Regions from separate parts of the Mus musculus genome. Here region 1 is linked to region 2. A link is a contact called in public HiChIP or PLAC-seq data. All regions are on one chromosome and are shown on one strand. The core of a region is the stretch at or near the end of the contact, and the rest is flanking DNA. Distances in the headings are between cores, read along the strand shown. Region 1 has its middle 240 kb from the start of Gm42341. Region 2 has its middle 55 kb from the start of Gm42341.

Evidence for each region. HiChIP or PLAC-seq counts read pairs in DNA pulled down with a chosen protein or histone mark.
Region 1: a contact with region 2 is called in an H3K27ac HiChIP or PLAC-seq map of VIP interneurons, with 3 times the contacts expected there. The contact joins two enhancer-like sites. A contact is called at or near these places in 3 of 484 Hi-C or Micro-C datasets (cerebellar granule neurons, cerebral cortex and nephron progenitors) and 1 of 115 datasets of contacts at active chromatin or transcription factors (VIP interneurons).

The regions. Positions count from the first base shown.
Region 1 is chr4:142,886,678-142,890,410 of GRCm38.p6, forward strand. No RefSeq gene overlaps it. Among named protein-coding and RNA genes, the nearest start is that of Gm42341, 240 kb to the left of the region's middle. Within about 2 kb of position 1,409, at least 11 of the 459 cell types and tissues checked have an H3K27ac peak or open chromatin away from gene starts, as enhancers often do. A contact at or near this core is called in VIP interneurons, where this site is marked.
Region 2 is chr4:142,700,305-142,704,325 of GRCm38.p6, forward strand. No RefSeq gene overlaps it. Among named protein-coding and RNA genes, the nearest start is that of Gm42341, 55 kb to the left of the region's middle. Within about 2 kb of position 2,562, at least 7 of the 459 cell types and tissues checked have an H3K27ac peak or open chromatin away from gene starts, as enhancers often do. A contact at or near this core is called in VIP interneurons, where this site is marked.

The DNA of each region.
Region 1 (3,733 bases), core at 159-2,658, 190 kb after region 2:
TTACCAAATGAGCCATCACCCCAGCTCAGAGACAGGTTAAACACATACCTAGAAGTCATATCTGAGCTCTGGAAGACTGGACTTCACACGTGACAAGAAACATGTAGCTGCTGCAGGGAGCTAGAGGCCTAGCAGATACACAAAAGCCACCCTGCTGATGAATGCAGTTTCCAAAACCAGTGAATTTGCATAGTACTACAGATGCAATGAATACGATTTGCTTGCATCTTGCCCACGGAGCCACTTATTAATAATAACAGATTATTGCTCTACTAGTTTGGTATCTGTAGTGAAGCACCAGGAGCCAGCTGAGAACAGAACAGAAGGGGAGCAAATTGGACTGTGAAAAAAAAGGAGATTAACATAGGTTAAGCGAAGGAGGGGGGAATGCTTCTTGCTCGTGCAACATACTTCTGAAGCTACCATTCACATAAATAATGAAGTGACTCTTAAATACAATCTTAACACAGAGGCTATTCTGTGCTTGAATCCTTTTTTAATAAGGAACAGCATCTGAGAAGCAGGTCCTGGAGGAGAAGCTAGCACTGCAGAGTTGAGTCTCTGCCCACTGCCTTCCAATCGCAGCTATGCCTTAGAGTCCGTACTTCCTGCTCCCTGCTGGACAGCCCAGGCAGAAAAGGGGAGTTCTTAGTCTGTTCTAAGAAGAAATGGGGAAACGATAAATCAGAGCTTGAAGAAATAAACCAAAGGTCATAGTCCCTCTCGGCTTCTCAGGAAGGATGCTATTGATTTCAGTAAAGGACTAATGACAAGGGGTGGAGTTAAGTTATGAAGGCAGGGGACCATCTACAGAGACCTCAGAATTACTAAGGAACTGACAGGAGACAAGATTAAACACATGTGTGCTCAGGCACACAGCTTGGATACACATCAAGGCCCTCAAGACATGAATGTATACTTACCAGTGATCATTGCAACATCACAAGGAAAACTGGCTGTCACAGTGCCTTAAGGTTTTGAAATGACTAAGTGGACCCTTACCAATACCAAAGGCTGTCAGCTCACCCTTTCTCGAGCTCTCTTGGTCCCTGGAATATATTTAGGAGCACCTAGTCCTTCTTCTTGTTTTCACTGTGAGCCACTTCGGTCCATTTTACTCTTAAGTTACCACTAACACCTTGGTACCCAGCACCCCAGTGCTTTAAGCTTTGGCAACACTTTCTGGTAGTGTGGCCTCTTTCCTTCTACCACAGAGAACTCTGGCCTTATTTCTGTCACCACCCAGTCTGTGAGTTCCTAGATCTGGCTGTGAAATACTCTTACACACACATTTTTTTTTAAGCATCTTAAAATCCTACGGCAGAGGAGGCACCCACCCAGCCATGATGGAATTAGAAATATGTTGGGGTTGGCACGTGTGAAACTGCATGCTCTCCTTCCTGCCAAAGATGGGGGATGATTGATTGAATGGGAACAGGAAGTCAGCTTGCCAGGATCCATCTAAAATGAGATGTATGTGCTTGGCTGTGTTTCTAAAATGAAACGAATGGAAAGGTCCACGTGGCTTACAGCACGTTCTAAAGATAACAGGTCACTTGGGGAGGGGGGGGGCGGTTGTGTGAGATGACATGGCACAAATGGAGTTCAGTTCCAACTCCTGGGAGATAGAACATTTTGGAAAATGGGAAGATCACTGTTTGGAAACAGTCTGAGTCTATTCGCCGCAGCATCCAAAGTATGATCCCGACCTGCCTCCTGGGAGGGAGATGCAGGCACTGTTGTCTGTGGAGCAATGGAGCACCTTAAAACTGGTTCCAGTGAACAACACTCCTGCATGTCTGTTCCATGCCAGACACTTGCTGAAGCTCAGGGGACAGGTGAAAAGCATGCAGCCCATCCTTCAAGATCTTGTAATTCAGTAGAAGAGATCTGCCTTCCATTATTTGTTCTGTATTGTAGTACTTGTGTCTAGGAAAACTAGAGTAGGATGCCGGTACCCTCCCTGATCACACTCCACCTTAGTTCCCCCAGCAGAGTCTCTCTTAGGCTAGACTGGCTGGCCAGCCACATCAGCCTCCTCCAGCTCTGGAGGAGATGAGACGACTTCTCGGTCCCTGTGATCGGGAAGCTAAGACCCAAAGGGTGTGAAGAGTGTGGCCAGGGGATGGGGCGAGGAAGACAGTTCATGAAGCGTTATAGCTGGGTCTGAGCCACCTGAATTAAAAACCAGGAACTGAATCTTTAAACTCTGTCTTATCCAGAAAGCCAGCAGTCTAAGAAGACGGTGGGTTAGCATCCTAAGGGTCGGTCTTCCTCCATTCTTCAGCCAGAGGATTCTAGCAGGAGGGCAAACACAGGCAGTCAGCCAGTCCAATGGTTAGCCTTGACCTTCCGATCACATGGTCTGTCTTGTCTCTTAGATTTATGGTCTTGCTCTTTTCCCTGATGGTCTCATCTCTCTGTGTCAAAGGGCAAGGGTTCCAGAACACCAAGGCCACCTCGTATTACTCCTGTGTCCTCCTGTGACTGTTTGTGTTGGCTGTCAACTTGACAGGAGGCAAGCCTTCAGGCAAACCTGTGAGGGATTGTTCTGATGAGGTTAGCTTCTGGGTGTGCTTGTGAGGGACTGTGAGGAAGCACTCCCCTAAAGAAGGGTGGCATTATCCCTGGCCTTAGGTCCTAGACTACATAAAGTCAGCATTCACACCCTTCTGCTTCCTGGTTGTGCTCAGGTTCCCTCAGAACAAACCATAGTGAATGTGCAGATTCCTTTCTTAGAGAACAATGCACAAACTCATTCTTATATTAGCAGCTGTGAAGGGTCTCTATCACTTCCAAGACTGCATTCCCAGGGCCCCAAGGGCCACAGTGAGTGTCACATGGTCCAACATAACCACATTGCAGAGGGATGGGAGGAACAGCGGGTCATAAAGCCACACATACAGGTGTTGAAGACCACAGGTGTCTACCCAGGAAAGGTGCACTCCACCTGGAACCAGAGGTGTGTGATGAGCAGGTGGGCGCCTCCGTCAGCTGGAAGTTCTGGAAAGAATGTTATACATATTCTGCCTGAATTTTGGAAGGTAAACAGAAGGTGCTGAAGTGTACATAGACTCCTAAAGAGTTTGCAGAAGTCATGTCCAATGTTTTTGTTTCTGTTTGCTTTTATGCTGTGATAAACACCATGATAATAACAACAACAACAACAATAACAACTTAGAGGGAAAGGGTTTATTATAGCTGACAGTTTGTAGTCCATTATGAAGGGAAGTCAAGGTAGGAACCTGGAAGTAGAAACTTCAAGAGTAACCATAGATAAATACTACTTACTGACTTGCTCTTCATGGAGAACTCAGCTTGTCTGTCTATGAGTGTGTGTATGTGTGTGTTGGGGATACACACACATACACACACACACACACATATACATATACCTTTGAGATATATATATATACACATATGTATACACATATGTATATATCTCAAAGGTAGGCATACAAATATATCAGGGATCTATATATCAGGAATATGATATATATATATATGCTAAATATCAGGGATATGTGTGTATATCAGGGATATATATATCAAAGATACACACACACACACACACACACACACACACACATATATATATATATATATATATATATATATATCAAGGATATATTAAGGATATATATATATGAGGGATATATCAGGGATATGTGTATATATGTGTGTGTTTGTGTGTATGTATATATATCATATATATATATATCTCAAGGATACA
Region 2 (4,021 bases), core at 1,312-3,811:
GGGGGAGCTGTTTGGGGAGCAGTAGATTCTAGCTATCAAGGCTATTCCCCAGCATCTACAGGCTCTTCCCTCTGCACTCTGCCTGCCAGCTGTGGCCATGGTCTCTGGTCATGTGGCTTTGGTCTTGTAAAATGCAATGGAAGTATGCTTGTATGCCTAAGGGGAGGTCATCCACAGCTAGTATGGATTTATTCCTTCCCTAAATAAGAAGACCAGCCGATATCCATCTCTTTGTCCCATGACCCAATGGTGGGACAGCGTAAATGACAACCGTGCACTACTGTTAGTCTCTAGATGTGGAGATTGCAGCACCTTGGCACAACCTCATATACCCATTTTCTGTTATGGGACCTTTCCTCACGGTAAAACATCAGAAACACCCAACTTAGATGTCATCTTTCCAAAACATCTGCCATTGGGAAATTGAGTCACACAGAGTGACAGCAAGGGGATTCAGATGGTTCCAGAAGACCATTCAGAGATTGTTGGTGGAAGGGAAAAAAGCCAGGAGTCTAACATTATGGAAGTTTGAAGGTATCCTAATTCAGGTTTCAAACATGGGTGATACTATGTCAAAGACCTCACCATTTTCTGTAGATGAATGGGATTATTTAGAGAAGTTCACACCCTTGTGACATGTTTTGTTTTTAAAGATTTGTTTTTACTTTTTGTATATGAGTGTTTGCCTACATATATGTATGTGTACCACATGCATACAGTACCCACAGAGGCTAGAGAGGGTATCAGATCCCCTGAAACTGGAGTTACAGGTGGTTATAAGCCATCATATCAGTGCTGGAAATAAACCCAGGTCCTCTGGAAGAGCAGTAAATGGCTCTTAATGCCAAGCCATCTCCCCAGCGCCCCATGTTTAGTTTGAAGATCACGGTTTTTCCAACACCTCTAACTTTGATTTTTCAATGCCTACTTTTAATGATGGTTCTTAAATGCTTTAACCGCCCTTCTAGCCCACCACCCACCAGAGGTAGTGGAAAAGAAAGGATACAGGGGAAGTGGACCTGTTTAGAAATGGCTCTTAGGAACAAATTCTATCTGTGTTGTCAGGCAATCCAAAGTTCAGTCCACAGAAGTCAGCAGAGGCAGCTCAGATCCACTCACAAACACTTCACAGGTAGACCAGCAGTCCAGTTTGGTAGAGCTGGGATAGCAAACACGAATCAGCAGCAGTGGCACGACCTGGCAGAGACAGTCAGGCCTTGGCCTCGACTCAAGTCAGCAGGAAGAACCAGGGTCAACAAGAACACCAGGGAAAGTTCTAGGCTGTTCCTCTCACAGTGAAACAAAGATCAGCATAGATGAGAGACCAACAAGTATTTAGCTATGCAAGAAAGCCAAGTTCAGCCTCTTCACCAACCATCAAGTCCTTTCTATACTCTCTCCAACATCATGTGTCCTCCACAGGTCTTGCCTCAGCATGTGTATCTGTCTCAGCTGACATCACTCTGCCAATCAGCCTGAGTCTTCAGAAGCTGCCAAACGTCTTGGCACACCACCAGAAGCTTTGTAGTGCATTTCTCTCTGTAGAGTCCTGACAAATTCAGCTCAACTATTCAATGTAAGGTGAACCAATACATCCTTCATCACGTGTCCTATCAGGTGCTTGCTTTAGCAGAACACCGTTTCACCTGTGTCTGCTTCAGTGAAACGTTCCTTCAGCAAAACACCATCCAACACAACGGACTTTCCAAAGAACCCTTAGGTTTCCACTTCAAACAGCTTCTAGCAAGTATGCAGGCAATGAGCAGGAAGTGGGTAAGCAGAGCTTCAGAAATTACATGGAGTCTCACAATCACTTTTCCATGTAAAGCTTTAGTGGGAACAAAGCAAGAACTATACATAGCATAAGGAAGGGTTGTCTCTGAATATGTTAGAAGGAGCACAAGAGTGAGGGTCTCCAGGCAACCCCTGGCTAAGAGTTTCTCTTTGGGAGGATTTCCCATCCACCTTCATTGTGAGTCTGTAGTGTGTGTGTGTGTGTGTGTGTGTGTGTGTGTGTGTGTGTTACGCAAGTTCACTTTGGGTTCCATTCCTCAGGAGTCATCTACCTAATTTTCTTTTGAGGCAGGGTCCTTCCTTGGTCTGGAGGCTCAGACTGGCCTAGGCTAGGCTGGCTGGTAAGCTCCAGGAAGCTTCACTTCCCAGCATTGAGATCACAAGAACACTCCACTATGCCTATGCATAGCCACATACCTAGCTTTTTATAATTAGGTTCTGGGTATGTGAACTCCTGTCCTCATGATTGCAAGGCAAGCACATTATTGGCTGACCTAACTCCCCAGCCCTTGGGTCTGCAACTTCTGTGGGCTGAATCCTGGCACTAAGCATTCATTAACAGGAAATCTGCTCTTTAATGAGCTGTAATCACTGAATTTGGGGTATATGATTAATCTTAGAAAAGTATATTCTCGCCACCTGCCATTTGAAATTCCTGGCAAGTTCTGAGCGCAATGCTCTGGGGTTCAATGGTAATAGGAAATGAATGATGTCTTTATGGTACACAATGATCAATTTTCTGACCAAATACATGCAAATAAAGTTGGCCGTGCAGCTGGCTGGGACTGAAAAGACGAACAGCAAGTTCTGTGGCCCTCGTCCATGTGCTGAGTGATCAGATCCAGGTTTCAGATTCCAACTGCTCCAGAGCTGTCTGTAATTACACATCTTGTAGGTGACCCCCTGAAGCGAAGGGTGCTCTACAAAGAATAGTGTTTTGTAACCTAATAAACTCCTGTTTGAATAATGGGCCAGGTAACAAATTCAACACAAAAAATTGTCCTGTGGCTTTTTATTTATTTTCAACTTTATTTTTCCTCAATGTTAATATAAAATGTATGTTCTAGGATGGCTTTGACTTTGAGATGTGTGTGTGTGTGTGTGTGTGTGTGTGTGTTTGTGTGTGTGTATGTGGTATTGTGTTAGAAGTGCGGCTAGTGTCTGGACAGACCACACCAGGCCAAAGCAGTTCCACGTGGCAGAGGTTTATTGTGGGGGAAGAGGGCAAAGGTGGCGGCGAAGAAGAAGATGGGGGAGAGAAAGAGGTCAGAGGGGTCTGCCTTTTATTTGGATAGTGATGTAGCCATGTGCAGGTAAAGGTGGGAGGTGAGCCAAGTGGATTCTGGGAATGTAAGAAGTGATGTCACTGGGTTTGGAGCTGATCCTGATACCAACAGTGCGCGCACACACACACATGGGCAAAGTGCACACATGGTGTGTAGGCTTGTCAAGGTCAGAGGACAACCCTGGGTTTCATCCTCCTGCCTTCCATCTTGTTTTGAGACCAGAGTCTCCTTGTTCATTATGGTATATACCAGATTGCATTGGTGATTCTCCTGTCTCTGCCTTCCACCTCCCAGTAGGAGCATACTAAGATGACAGATGAGCACACTATTGTATCTGGCTTTTTTTTAAAGTTCAGTTTATTTGTTATTATCATGTGTAGGTGAGACGGAGGAAGGAAATTCAGATGATGGCATGTACGGAGACATCAGAGGACAACTGTGTAGAGTCTGTTCAGTTCTTCTACCTTCATGTAGGTTCTTTGGCAAGCACTTTATCCACTGAGCCATCTCCCCAGCCCTGAGGCAGATGGTTTAAAATGGCTAACGCTGATCTTCCTGATGGTGTGGCTGCACCCCTGTTAATGCCAGCTGCCATACTGGTCTGCTTCTCTCGCTTCGGGTAGCCAGGCCCATTGCTCACCAGGCTGGACTAGAGGGCCGGGAAGCTTAGCTGGGGGAAGATGAGTGCAGGCAGGATCTTGGTCAGTGGTGAGTGTGTGTGTGTAAAGAACACACACCTGGGAACAGCCTTGAAGAACTGGCTCAGTTTATTGGGTGAATAAGGAGGTACTTATGCCCCTGTGGGAGGTGGCCAGGGTTTCTGGGGCATGGTTTGTGTAGTTGTGCACAATTTTTCAGGACAGGGGTGTTGAAAGATGCTTCATTTGCATACTCGGGGGCTGTGTGTGTGTGTGTGTGTGTGTGTGAACTTCAGAAGGTCA